Regions from separate parts of the Mus musculus genome. Here region 2 is linked to region 1. The links are chromatin contacts, called in public Hi-C maps. All regions are on one chromosome and are shown on one strand. The core of a region is the stretch at or near the end of the contact, and the rest is flanking DNA. Distances in the headings are between cores, read along the strand shown. Region 1 holds the start of Gm31720 (a long non-coding RNA gene). Region 2 overlaps Gm31775 (a long non-coding RNA gene).

Region 1 (7,123 bases), core at 2,160-4,659:
AAGTCTCCTTTAACCAGCCTCAATTCTGAGCACTGTCCAGGCATGGGTCTCTTGCTGTCCCAGCTCCTTCAAGGCCTTGCTTCTACAATGAGAAATGAAGGTGGGAGAGCTCCTCTCAGGCTCCCCCAGGATTGCCTGTCCGCTCTTATTTGTCTCTGAGAATCCTGACTCTCTCCTGCTCTCTCGAGGGAGGAATTTGTGTTCCTGTCTGCCTGGGGTTCTAGCTGGGCAAGAGCAAAGAAATCCCGCCCACTGGGCCTAGCCTAACATCTGTGCTTGGAAGGAGGAACATTTGAACCAGGCCAAAAGGGATAGGGTAGTGGTGGTGGTGGAGGAAGGCAGGGGATAGCAGTACAGTCATTTGTTTGACCCTATCGGCATTTGAGAAGAGGATTTAGGGAACAGATTAGGGAAGATCATTTCCAGGCTTTTAGAGGCATCTTTCTCCTTCCTTGCAAGGAAGCAGCAACAGGGGAGCTCCTAGGAATAGTCAGTTCTGATAACTCCACCCTCCCACCCCACCCCCAACACCATCTTAAATCCTTGACCCTGAGCTCTGCCAGCTGGGCAAAGCAAGGGAAGCTCTCTGGACCCTAAGAGAAGAATGCACATTCCCTTCACAGGTAATTAGCGCCTAACCATGTCTTTCCATTATCCACAGGGTTGACAACCAGCACACTGGGTCCTATAATCCTGGCTTCTTGGCTTGGCTCACCAGCAAGGTTGGGGAAATCCTAGGAGAAATTAATCCCCATTTCATATTCAGAAAGGGATTAGGGATTAACATGACCTCTTTCTCTCTCTCTCTCTCTCTCTCTCTCTCCTCTCCTCTCTCTCTCTCTCTCTCTCTCTCTCTCACACACACACACACACACACACACACACACACACGGACACACACGGACACACACGGACACGGACACTATGGCTCTCATGGGGAGAGGTGACTAGGATAGGAAGCCTTACTGTAAAGACCAAATTATACTTGGCATGTGTGTTACTTTTCTCATTGCTGTGACCAAATGCCTGACCATAAGTGGCTTACGGGAGAAATGGTTTATGTGAGCTGGCAGTTTAAGGAGGATGTGGTCCGCCATGTCGAGGGAGGCATGGTGGCATGATGGGAGGTGGCTGGCCCTGTTGGTCAGCAGTCAGGGAGCAGAGAGATGAATGGCAGTGCTCAGCCTGCTTTGTCCTTACTCAGTTCAGGGCCCCAGCCCATGAGACCCTGCCACCCACACTCAGGGTAGAGACTTCCTTGATAGGCTTACAGTAGCTGTGTTTTCCCTAATGATTCTGATTCCAGTCAAGCTGTCAAGATTAAACGTCACTGTGACTCTGCCTCTCCCTGCCACCCACAGAAAGCACCACAGAGCTCTGCTCGACTGAAGCCCCACTGCTCAGCAAACAACTTCGCCCCCAGGACTTCCTCAGCTCTGTCAACAGCTGGGTCTCCATCATCCCTTTCCCCTGAGAGAGAGAGAAAGAGAGAGGGAGAGGGAGAGGGAGAGAGGGAGAGAGAGAGAGAGAGAGGGAGAGGAAAGGCCAGGCCCCCTGTGTGAGGGTGTCATGGGTGTGTCGCTCCCTCTCCTCTTCTTTGGGAGCACACCAAGCACCTGACTCTCCCTGGAGACTTCCCTCTATCTGATCCCTAGTCTTTACGAAGGGCCTTGATTGTTGTAGAGAAACTCTGCCTTTCTGAGCTGCACTCTCAACCATTTTTGCTAGTTTGTTCAGGCCGGCCTTTAACAACAGGCAGCTGGGCTTACAGACACTCACCATCATGCCTGCCGAGCAAACGTCTTCACTACTCACATCACCCACAGTCAATCTGTTGCTGGTAACAGTGAACCTTGATTGCACTTCACCCCACCGTCAGAGCCCTCTGAAAGGGAAGGCAGTCGGGGAGGCTTCTGCTACGGTTTGGATTTGACTTTTCTCCAACTCTCTTATAAAGACTTGGTTCCCAATAAAATGTGTTGAGGGCTATCAGTGCATCGGAGAGATGCTTGGGGCCTCGAGACTCCATCCTAACAAAGGAGGGACACAGAGTGAGTCAGGTCCCTTGTCCCGCCCAATCTTTTTTGTTCATCTAGTGCCTTCACATCCTTCCTCCGTGTGGGGCAGCATGGGGCCCTCACCAGTAGCTGAGCAGACCATACATTCAAATAAACCTCTTTTTGTATATTTCCTAGTATGGAGTATTCTGTATAAGAAACAGGAAATGGGGGGCTGGTGAGATGGCTCAGTGGGTAAGAGCACCCGACTGCTCTTCCGAAGGTCCAGAGTTCAAATCCCAGCAACCACATGGTGGCTCACAACCATCCCTAACGAGATCTGACTCCCTCTTCTGGAGTGTCTGAAGACAGCTACAGTGTACTTACAGATAATCAATAAATAAATCTTAAAAAAAAAGAAAAAAAAAAGAAAAAGAAACAGGAAATGGCCTCAAGCCCTGTTCCTAGATAATCGGGGAGAGGGGTTGGGTCTAATTCAGTTTATTGGCAACAATCATCCCTTAAACAGCCAACTACACATTGTTCAAAGCTGTCCCGCGTAATACTCCACCCCACTGTCACACCATCGGATAAGGTAGGCAAGACCAGTAACAGCCATTAGCAGGGACAGTTGGTAGTCACCAAAAGAGAAGAAAAAAATAACAAATTGAGGGCCCTTGGGACGATTTCATCATTGCTATTAACAGCTAGTAAAAGCTAGCATTGTTGGGGACAGGCTACCTACATATATTGCACTAACATGATATATATACAAGGCACGCATCACCTCCACATGCAAGCTTTTATCTCCACTCTCATTAGAAAATAAGTTCAGAAAGGATACTTGAATCCAGTGCTATCTGGCTCCACACCTAGAATTCTCAGCCATCTTCTAAAAGGGCCACTGCCTGGTAGCCACTGCCTCACCCTCTAGGCTCCCCCCATAAGCCCTCCAGGCTCCGTGGTCACTGCTTTGACCTGGGATACTGAAGCTGAGATCCTCCAGGCCACAGAGACTGAGATCCTTCCAGAGGCGCTCCTGAACCCAGCTCTCTTGGGAAAAGGAAATGAAGTAGGGCAAAGGTCTCTGGTACCAAAGCTGATCGGACAGAGTTATGTTCTGTCCAACGTGAAGCTCTGACTTGAACCTCTTTGGTGGCAAGTCCTAACGTCTGCCCCTTGGGCTATCTCTGAGGTAAGGAGGGTGGCTAGCTGGCTGATGGAGGTGCGTGTGGGGAGCATATCAATACAGTCACTGAGCCTCCTAACTGAGGAGGCTCTAATTGCAGCGCTCCAAAAGCAAGCCCTGGGGTTTAGTTGAAACTGACCCTTGTAGAGTGCCCTGGAAGCAGTGCAATTTATAGAGAGGCTAAACCTAAAGCAGGCCAATCTCTGCAAAGCAAGGGAGGAGCCTGAAGGAGGGCCTGGCTCTAGGGCTGCTGGCACAGCTGTGAGCCCAAACTGCTGATTCTGCCCTCCCACCCCCCCCTCCAGCTCGGCGAGGGAGGGAAAGCCACGCCCACATGCAGCCCAGTGGGATCAATTAGAGGATTTGCGGCCAAACACCAGAGGGGTGTGCCTCCTCTGCTCCGTCTTGCAGGTTGCTATAATAAGGAAGCACCTATGACACTACACAGATTAATACTCCACTGAGCAAATTAATCCTCGGAATTTCACTCACTACCTGTGGCTTATAAATTTTAATTGGCTCTAAACTGCCACCTGAACTGATGTGCAAGTGTAGGGATGCCAGAAACGGCCCAAGCCTCAAACACACGTGGATGTAACCTCTAGAAAAGGGGGTGTGGGTGGGAAGGGCTATTACAGATGCCAAGTAAATGGGTAAAGAGCATAAAGTTCCAGTAGCCACCTCAGTATCCCCACCACCACTGAGGAAGCTGGAGGAAGAGAATAGAGACTACACTCAGGAAATCTGTACCTCCGTCCCCTGCTCTTCCTGCCCAGGATTCCGGTCCCCGATTAACTGGGCAACTCCACAAGCTGTGACGGAGCACTGGGTATGGGTCAGTACTGTGGCATTTAGATACGGGATACAGAAGCCCCACTCAGAGAGATCTGTGTACCAGCGGAGGCAGCACTGCTATGAAGACGCTGAGGTAGACGCGGAAGGAGAGTCTCCTAGGGAGGCCCAGTTCTCTCTGTTTCTATCACAGAACACACGGGCTTTGTCCCCCCTCCCTCTTTGAAGACAGGTTTATGAAGCTTCTGTAGCCGGGCAAACTTGGTGGCCTCTGCTGCTGATATGCTTGTAGTTCAGCAGCATCCACAGCCTGTCCTGGAACCAGACGCTCCTCTCTGGTCCTCTGCTACATGGCTCTTTCCTTAGAAGCGAGACACACGGCTTCCCTTGAACTTCCCGCGGGAAAGGCAAAGGTCTGTATTGCTCCACCCAATGGTAGTAGCTACTACTTGTGTCTACAGAACCCTTGAAATGTGGCTGCCTCTCCTGATGAACTGACTCCTGCTTCATTTAACATTCTCCCTCCTGGTCTCTCAGCCCTGCCAGACTTCCTCTATGACCTCTATCTTCCTCTATCAAATACACTTCCTTACTTGAGCATGTACACGTGTGTGTGTGTGTGTGTGTGTGTGTGTGTGTGTGTGTGTGTAGGTCTAAGAACATCTTCCAGGAGTCAGCTCTGTCCTTCCACCATGTGGATTTCCAGGATTTAACTCGAGTTATAAAATTTAGAGGCAAAGCTACTTTTAACTCATAGAGCCATCTCACCAGACCTCAACCACAATTCTTTAAAAAAAAATTTTTTTTACTTTATTATTTTTGTATGTTTTGTTTTGCACCTCATGTGTGCAGTGCCCTCAGAGGCCAGAAAAGGCCACGGAATTTCCTGGGACTGGAGTCACAGATGGTTGTGATCCAACATGTGGGTGCTGGGAATTGAACCTTGGTCCTCTGAAAGAGCAGCCAGTGCTCCTATCAGCTGATCCATCTCTCTGGTCCATCAACAATTCTCGAACCATCCTCTCTGTAAAAGGTCAAACAAACCAGCTGAATGTCTCTAATCCTAGCTCTTCAGAGGGGGAGGCAGGAGGATCAAAAGTTCCAGACATCCAAGGCAACATAGCCAGAGCTTGTCTCAAAAATGAAATGGGCTGTGGAGATAACTTGATTATAAATCACATGTCATACAGGCATGAGGACCTGAACTTGGTCCCCAGAACCCATGTTAAAAAGCTGGGTGTGGAGGTATTGGGTGGGCAGATGGTTCATGTAGGCACAGGAGGGAGTGTGGGGTGGAAAACTACTGGAACACACAGTCTTTGCCATTGGGAAGGTCAGAAAAAGCAGGGTGTGTTCACAGAGCAGAGAGAGGCTGTGTGGGGGAGGGATGGAGGGAGATGAAGCCGGATTACAAAAACCTGGCCAACTGAGCTGTTGGGTGTTGTTTTTAAAAAACCAAATTCCCAATTGTTCGATTTTTACCAATGAAGACTAAGGAGCCAGATGCTGGGGTGAAAGCCTGCTAGCTCCGAGAGGCAAAGAAAGCACCCAGTTGACCTTCCCACTCCACCAATATCCCAGAAAGGAAAAACAGCAACAACAACAAAAAAAGCTCTGTCTCCTTTGATGTCTTAAATGCCCTTTGCCTCAAAGACCCTCCTTTCTGTTCACTTATGCTCACAGGGATCCCTGTCTGCTTGGTTGCTTGCTCTGCCTCTTGACCTATGGTTAACTTTATTTAGCACTTGGATTAAAGGTGTGTGCTAGGGCTGAGCCACACCACAACTACTTGTTTACAGTAAACAGAAAGCTCTAGGATCAAAGACTGAGCCACACCACAATTAGAAACAGGATTTTACAGTTCACCATCTCAGGGTTCACAATGTGATTAAATATCTTACAACAGTTGGGCTTCGTTCTGTGTAAGCACCATGCATTAGCCACCTTACTGCCCCGTGACCTTCTCTCAATCCCTTTTTTTCTCTGCCCGTTGGCCATGCCATCCCCAAGGCTCCCAGTTCCAAGTCAAGACCTGCTAAGGGCTAGTGAGACTTAACACTAGGCTGATATTCATATTGAAATTAATCTATGTCAGAGGTCCTCAACCTGTGGGTTGCGACCTGTCTGAAGGCCACATATCAGATATCCTGCATATTTACAATAGGATTCATTAACGGTAGGAAAATTACAATTATGAAGTAGCAACAAAATAATTTTATGATCTGGAGATCACCACAACATAAGGAACTGTATTAAAGAGTTCTCTCTCTCATATCTGCCCACCCCCTCTCTCTGTCTCTGTCTCTGTCTCTCTCTGTGTATATGTGTGTGTGTGTGTGTGTGTGTGTGTGTGTGTGGTCATGGCTAACAGAAGACAGCTTTATAGGGTTGGGTCTCTCCTTCCACCTTTGGTGGGTTCCAGGAATCCAACTTAGACTGTCAGGCATGTATATCAAATGCCTTTCCCTGTTGAACCATCTTCCAGACCTAGTGCCCCGTGTTTTCAGGAAGCCCTCCAGTGGTTCTGATGGCTCAGTCTGCAGTTACCCCACCATATCCAAACACTGCACACCTAAAGAGTCAACCAACTTGAGCAGAAAATATTTAAAAGGAATAGTACCCGTACTGTCTAGGAACAGGCTGTCCCCCAGTCATTCACCCTAAACAACGCATTAGAACCATGATACACTCAGTATCTGCCCTGCATTAGGTGTCTGGGAGGAGGAGTGTATCTTAGCAAAAACACTATACCATCTTCTATACGCGGTTGAGACTCCTTGGATTTTAGCATACAAGGAAGTTCACAGAACCAGTTCTCTTAGAACAAAAAGGTGCAACAGTATTGACGGACTATGGAAGTCCTTGCAGGCAGGGACCCTGCCATCTTTTGGCTGTGTTTGCCCAGCCGTAGCTCAGAACCCTGGTACAGCCAGGGCTTAGGATAAGCACATGAATATCAGCATGAATGAATGAAGAAACAAGTAGAGGAGCTACAAAAAACTGCAAGAGGTTATAATGATTTCCTTCAGCCAATGTGATGAGGAAGAGGATGGAGGGAAAGAACAATGCAGGCATGGCGATGCCCACTGGGATGCCACGTCCCCCAGCCCGATCTGTGCAGAGTCCTGCATGATACCGCCTTGTC
Region 2 (7,123 bases), core at 1,499-3,998, 240 kb before region 1:
GGAAGGAGCCTCCGTTGAGGAAATGTCTCCATAAGATGCAGCTATAAGGCATTTTCTCAATTAGTGACCGATTGAGGGGGGTAGCCCTGAGTTTTATAAGAAAGCAGGTTGGGCAAACCTTGGGAAGCAAGCCAGTAGGCAGCATTTCTTCATGGCCTCTGCATCAGCCTCTGCCTCCAGATCATGCCATTTCAGTTCCTTCAGTGATGCACAGCAATGTGGAAGTGCCAGCCAAATCAATCCTTTTCTCTCCAACTTGACTTTTGGCCATGTTGCTTTGTTGCAGCAAGAGAAACCTTAACTATGATATCTAGCGTACAGGGATCCGTAGGTTCTGTCTCCAGTACCACATGAAACTGGATGTAGTGGTATTCTGGTAATCCCATTTCTCAGGAAATAGAGGCAGGAGGATCAGAAGTTTACAGACTCATCCTCTCTTCCATAGTAAATTTGAAGTGACCCTAGTCTACACGAGACCCTGAACAAAAACCAAAGAACCTTAAAAATAGCTGAGAATATAGCTCAGTGGTAGATCATTTGCCTAACATAGATTTAATTCCCAGTTTCACAGAAACTGCAAAGTGGTACTTGTTTTCTTTTGTTATCCATGATGCTCTGGGTCCTCTCTGGGTCCCGACTGGATACAAAGCTTGGCAGAGTTCAGGCAACTGTTTAAAGTGCTGCAGTGTTCGCATATAGCCTGTCAAACCTTCCTTGGCACACAGAGTCAGATGCCTCAGTGCTCAGTGCTGTGGGAAGAGCTACGACACTGTGTTTTTTCCAGAAACAGTGAGGACAAAAAAGACAACCCATGTCCAGAGTAGATCTGACGTTTATTCCAAGTATGTTTGCTCCAGAATCAGTTGACCTTGGATTTGAACCCACAGACAGGGAAAGGGACACATGCTCCTTAAAGAGGAATCCTAAAGATATCTTCTGTGCCCACAGCGGAGGGTGGAAGTGGTGAGGCCAGTTAAGATGTCCATGGAACAATCTAGGGAAATGACAACCTTAGATTAGGCTAAGAAGTAGGCTTCCAGGAGAGAAGTGGCCATTGCTCATGGAAAAAGTACCCTCAGACCTGTGACCTGTGCAGCAGGGGTGAGGCGCTAAGACCACAGTGGAGGCTCTTTGTTTCACTTCCCTGAGTGGAGAAAGCTCAGCTGGGCAGCAAGCCAGGTGTGGAAAGAGAAGATGAAGCCATTTTCTGTTGGGTGTAGCCCTCTGCTTAGAGCAGAGATGTTAGCAAGGTTCACACAAATCACACAAGGCTTTCTCCAGCTTCCGGAGCTCTGGGCGCCCCTTGTCAGGAACTGACTCCCAGTGGGAACTAACAGAGAAATAATGGCTAATATTTCATCAGCGTGGCAGGAAGATCATCCCATGTTTCTAGAAACATTAAAAAAGAGACTGAGGCTTTGGAGGGAGAACAGCCCTGATTCTCATTAGCAATTGCAAATAAGAGTGCCCAAACACTGCTTGCTCTATGAGGCTTTTGTTTGTCTGCAAGAAAGAAAGTACCTGTTTCAGAGCCAAGAGACCCTGAGCTAGCACTCAGGAGCCTGGTAGGACCCTGCTGCTCACTTGCTCCCTTAGAGTCTCTAAGCAGCTCAGCTTCTGAGTATGTTGGAGGAGGAGGCTGAGGGACTCTTCCATTCAGAGGTGGGCATGAGTCACTTTCTGCAGAACATGGAGTGTTCTGCCAACTCAAGAGCAGATTCACCAACATGGGAAGGGCGTGGATGATATGTCTTGCTATTTCTGTGGAGTGCTCTCTCAAGACCTGAGCCCACTACATTCCAGACTCTATCCTGGACCACAATGGCTAAGATTCACAGCAGCAGGCACTATTGTAAGCTATTTGTATTTAATCCTCACAATAGCTCCAGGATATGGATACTTCCATATGCCTGGTTTAGAGAGGAAGAAGGTAAGCTGAAAGGAGGCAGATTCAGTTGGCCGAGTGAATCCCACCGCCCATCTGCCCATCTGACTTCCTGCCTATCTTACTTTCCAACACTCTTACCCTCACCTTGTCCTGCCTCTTGAGACCTGTGAGTCTCCAAAGGTCTTTCACACACTCCCAGCTGAAGTTTGGGTGTAAGCCCAGAAAAGAACTGAGGTTCCCAAAGCCCCCAAAGACCTGGGTGCAAATCCTGCTGCTACCACTTGGGGACACACAGCCCTGAGCATCTTTTGGCTTACGTGGGTATTTTTTTCAATTGATTGTGTTCTAGCATGACTTGTGCAGAGAAAGAAGGTTGGTTGAGGAGAAGCCAGGCTCTGGGGTGGGCCAGATGCTCTCCCACCAGCCTCCTCTCTGGCCACTCACTAAAGGGATCCTCAGGCTCCTTGAAATACTCTGTTCCCCTCATGGGCTTTAGTCTTTGTCTCCCAGCCTCAGGCCACCTCTGCTAGGAAGCCCTCCATCATTCTATGCCTTGAGTGCTCCTCTCCAGGCATCCAGGGCTCTCTGGACCTGCCATCCATCTGGAAATACAGCACACAATGGCTACCCGATATTTCAGGGTATCACAACTTCTGCTGTCACTAAGGGTAGGAGGATGACGATGGTCAATTTCTTCAGCTTGCATTCAAAACATCCCCCTTCCCCAGTCTTCATGCTCTGGAGAAGCCTGTGACCTCATTTCTGTAACCTCCCCCATCCATTGTCCCTATGCACACACAGGACCTTTGTCCAAACCCACTTCCCAGCCCCCCACCCAGGGGCCAGGAGGGGGGGTACATTCTGAAATACAAGGATATTCTTGCCAAACTGCCCTGGGGACAGTCCTTGAAAGGGAGACCTGAGGCCAGGCAGAGGGGTCAGGTTACTAGAGAGATAATCTGATTATATCCAGTCAATGGGGGTGGGGGGTGGGGGTGGGGAGGGAGAACCAGAGCCTTGAGCCTGGAAAAACTGGAGAAATAAACCAACCAGGAAGCCCCAAGTGGGGACGGAATGCAGAAGCCAAAAGTCCTGAGTCGCCCTTTCCACTTCACCCTCATCCGAACCTCCAAACCTGGGGTCCCTAAACAGGCTACGATGCCTCTCAGAAGGCCAGTATCTTATTGTAAGCCAGGCTAGGCCCCTTCCTCCTTTCCCCAGGTCCTCCAAGGGATCCCATGTGAAGCTCAAGGGGAGGGCCAAGTCCTAAGCTCCCTGAGCAGTCTAAATGTGGCTTCTCTTTATCCCCTCTCCATACATCAAGCAGAGTAAAGTGGCCCCAGTGCTCTCTGGGGGGCTGGTGAGCACCCCCAGCCCGGCAGCAAGCAGCTGGCCTGTCAACCTGAGAGGGAAGCCGCCCCCAGGGAGGCTCCTAATTTAATCAGCTTCACAAATCAGCTCGATGGGCTTAATTGATCTCTTTCGCTCCTAATATTGTCGCTGTCACTGTCTGAGTTGTGTCTTCCCAGCTAGCCCTGTGCATCAGGCTCAGCTCAGACAGCTGGAGGGGGTGGGGAGGGTGCATCCGTCAGCCTGAGTCCCAGAGACACCTTCAAGGGATATGAACAGGAAACTGAGAAGGGCAAACAAAGCCAGAGACCTTCCTAGAGAACTAGGCTCCCATGGGTCACCTGTCTGGTGCCTCAGACACACACTTGAGGGCCCACTTGAGCTTCAGTTTTCTCATTTATAAAAAGCACAGTAATCTACCCTTTACAATTTATGTTCCCCACGTGTTTGCTCAATGTGTGTTCTAGGCATGGTGGTAGGTAGACCTAAGGAGCAATAGTAAGCGGAAACGAACCTGTCCTGACACCTGTTGGGCTAACAGATGTCCTCCCCCAGGGTGACACCCTCTGTGGAGCATACAGTGTAGAGAAGGCCACTGATGTTGACATGGTAAGCATATGAAACACTCAGGATATACAGAATGCAGTAGGCTGAAGAGGATAGCCCTGGTGCTAATGCAGTAGGCTGAAGAGGATGGCCCTGGTGCTGGGGGTCAGGGACAGGGGAGAGGGGAGGAAGGGCTTCCAGCTGAAGTGATGCTTAGCCAGAGATGGAAAAGAGAAAGAGAAAGCCCTTCCCAGACAAAAGCCTCTCTGAAGGCTGGCTCAAGCTGACCAGTATAGACAGAGGCTGAGTGTTCAGGGTACAGGTCAGACAAAGTCAGAGCAGGAACTTCTAGACCACTGGACTCCTACTTTGTCGGAGATACCCTCATGAGAACGGTGTTTATTGTCTCCCATGAAGCACACACTCTTTTTACCTGCATGTAAGTAATTTAAAAGATTGATGAGACAGTCACCCTTCCCACATTAAGTGTGACTATACATAACACACACAAGCACACCTACAGAGAGAGAGAGAGAGAGAGAGAGAGAGAGAGAGAGAGAGAGGGAGAGAGGGAGAGAGAGAGAGAGAGAGAGAGAGAGAGAGAGAGAGAGAGAGAGATATTCTAGCCTGTTCTCTTTCTTTAAGACTATGCAGGTCAGGAGCCACAGCATTGATTTCCAGTCCTTTGTATGTGTGTATGTGTATGTTTGGGGGGCGGGGGCGGGGGTGGTGGTGAAGGAATGGTATGTTCTGCTGGTTTTGCAGACACTATTTGGGAATCCTAATTGAACCTCAGAAGCCATGGGATACTTCGGTTCTGTTCTCTGGGGTGATCTAATGGCATTGTTGGTTGAAGTGTCACCTGACTGCTTCATGGGAGTCATTTGGAGAACAGGAATGGAGGCAAGGAGGCCCCAGGAGCAAGGCTGGAGGCCCCAGGAGCAAGGCTGGAGGCCACAGGAGGAAGGCTGGAGGCGGAGCTCATTTGGATTGACAGCTCTGTAAACTAAATGGGGTACCAGCTCAGATCCCATATCCTAAAATCTGAGATACAAGGCTATGTGTGGAAAGTTACACACCTGACCTCTCTTGCCAGGCTTCAGTACAAACACAGGCAGACTAACAGACTTAGTGAAATTGCTCCAATGCTACATATAGAGGCTATGCAAAACAGCAACTTTTATGTTTACATTTGATGCCAATCCCCAAGATGTCTCATTACATGTATGCAAACACTCCAGAAGCTGGGTGGAGGGGTCTGAATTCAAAAATATTTTTAGCCCCAAGAATTTGATATTAAGCTTGGAGAAGGAGTGGAAAATATGCCAATTAAAAACATGTGTTAGCCAGGTACGGCAGCTCATAATCCTAGAACTGGCTGAGATTGGAGAATTACTGTGAGCTCAAGGCCAGTTTGGGCCACAAAATAGGTTTCAAATCAACCCAGGTCAGCCTGCCACAAAACAGCAGCAGCAGCAGCAACAAAACCCAGCTCCCTCTCCAAATCTTCACCCAGGCAGCCCGCGTACAGATGCCAGCTGTGTAGCTGCCGAGATGGATTCTTGAGCTATTTCTGCTCAATATCTGAACTGCAAAGTGGATTCTAGGAGTCCTTTCCACCTACACTCTCCTAAAGCCATAGTCAAAGCAAAAAAAACAACAGCCCATATGCTCATCTGAGTGTTTGGCCCACAGCAAGTGCTCAACGTGTCAGAGTTACTAATATAAAGAGACCCATCAGAGCTCAGCCGCTCCTGGATGGTTCTCCCTGTGAGATCATGAGGGAGCAATGGCCTGATGACATCTGGTCCAGTAGGGGTTTCTAGAACCATAGTGGATTTCTTTTTATTTAAGTTGATTTTGAACTTGCTGAAGCTCTAAGGTTTTGTTTTGTTTTTGTGGCAATCGGAGAGACAAGGAATACCACAAAGTCACACCATGCAACAGACCTCACTCGAGAGATTTATTGGAAGGCAAGATGCGGATAGCCAAAACCCAAGTTTGTGCTCCAAACCCCCCATTAAAAAAAGCCAGGCATGGTGTCATATGCCATAATTCCAGGGCTGAGAAGGCAGGGAGAGAAAAGGCCCTGGGCTTGCTGGCCAGCCAGCCTCACTGAATTAGCAAGTTCTACAACAGTGAGAGACCTTGTCTCAAAAACAAGGTAGAACCATACCTGAGCTTGACCTCTTACCCCACTGCACCACCACGACTTACATGTGCGCACTCTCGAGGGTTCACACACGCACAAAACCTTTATCATGATAATGTGAGTCTCCAACACCAATCCCCATTGATAAATGTTTTAATGACAAATCAAGGTCACAGTACATGATTCTCAGTTGCTTACATTCCACAAAGTGAACGCCTTTGGCCCCAGAAATAAACTACAGAAAAATCCCTTTACAAAAAGTTTGTGAATTCACAGGGCTTAGAATAATGCAGCCTGTGGTGCGTGGAGAGTGTCTGCTAGCCCTCGTTCCTCTCTGCCCTGCTCTGCTCCTGTTCTAAAGCTGTAAATCTACCCTCATCAGGCAATGAAGACTGGATATATCCAAAATCTTCTCTGGGAGGACTCAGTACAGTGTTGTGGCCTTTGATGACCAAGGGAGGGGGCTATAGGCTGGACTTTACATCTACAGATTTGTACGATGGTAGCCAGAAAACTGTCCAACCTGGCAACCCTAGGGGCCCTCCAAGTTTGGTGAACATCTCTTGTCATAGTTAGTTTCATTAACTTGACACAAACCTAAACACATCTAGGAAGAGGGAAGCTCGACCAAGGAATTGCCTCCTTCCCATTGGCCCATGTATGTGTCTGAGGAGTATATTCTCGGTTAATGATTGATGTAGGAGGACTCAGCTCTCTGTAGGCAGAGCCATTCCTGGACAGTTTGGTCCTAGGTTGTTTAAGAAAGGTAGCAGAGCCACAAGACCAAGTCAATAAGGAGTGTTCCTCTGTGGTTTTTGTTCTAAAATCCTGTCCTAGCTTCCCTCAATGATGAGCCTTAAGCTAAATAAGCCCTCAATTTGCTTATCACAGAGGCAGAAAGAAAACTAAGATACCTCCTTACCACATTTTGCTGTACTGGATGATAAATGCCCATATGAAGAGTGGAGTACTTCAAGAAGAAGATATGTTCAATTCTTTCCAGAACAGAGATTAGAAATCCACCAAGTAGTTTCACAGAGGTGACACACCCTACACAAGGGTTCTTCAGGGTCTATAGGAGCTCATCTGACAGATAAGGAAGAAAGAACACTGCAGATGAAGAAGCTTGCGCAAAGGTTCAGAAGTCACGTGATAGTCAAAGTACCAACCTGACCCACAGCTCAGGA

The links. Hi-C and Micro-C count contacts between places; a contact is called where the count stands out from the background.
Region 2: a Hi-C map of the N1E-115 cell line shows a contact between it and region 1, with 2.6 times the contacts expected there. The contact joins two enhancer-like sites. A contact is called at or near these places in 1 of 15 datasets of contacts at CTCF or cohesin (the NIH/3T3 cell line), 3 of 484 Hi-C or Micro-C datasets (the N1E-115 cell line, cranial neural crest and nephron progenitors), 2 of 115 datasets of contacts at active chromatin or transcription factors (embryonic basal ganglia and pancreatic cancer cells) and 1 of 9 other capture datasets (embryonic stem cells).

The regions. Positions count from the first base shown.
Region 1 is chr14:24,526,802-24,533,924 of GRCm38.p6, reverse strand. Gm31720 (a long non-coding RNA gene) reads left to right here and starts at 6,997. Exons shown (of 3, transcript XR_383260.3): 1 at 6,997-7,123. Within about 2 kb of position 3,409, at least 56 of the 459 cell types and tissues checked have an H3K27ac peak or open chromatin away from gene starts, as enhancers often do. A contact at or near this core is called in the N1E-115 cell line, where this site is marked.
Region 2 is chr14:24,766,401-24,773,523 of GRCm38.p6, reverse strand. Gm31775 (a long non-coding RNA gene) reads right to left here. Exons shown (of 3, transcript XR_874414.2): 3 at 815-994. Among named protein-coding and RNA genes, the nearest start is that of Gm31838, 11 kb to the left of the region's middle. Within about 2 kb of position 2,748, at least 47 of the 459 cell types and tissues checked have an H3K27ac peak or open chromatin away from gene starts, as enhancers often do. A contact at or near this core is called in the N1E-115 cell line, where this site is marked.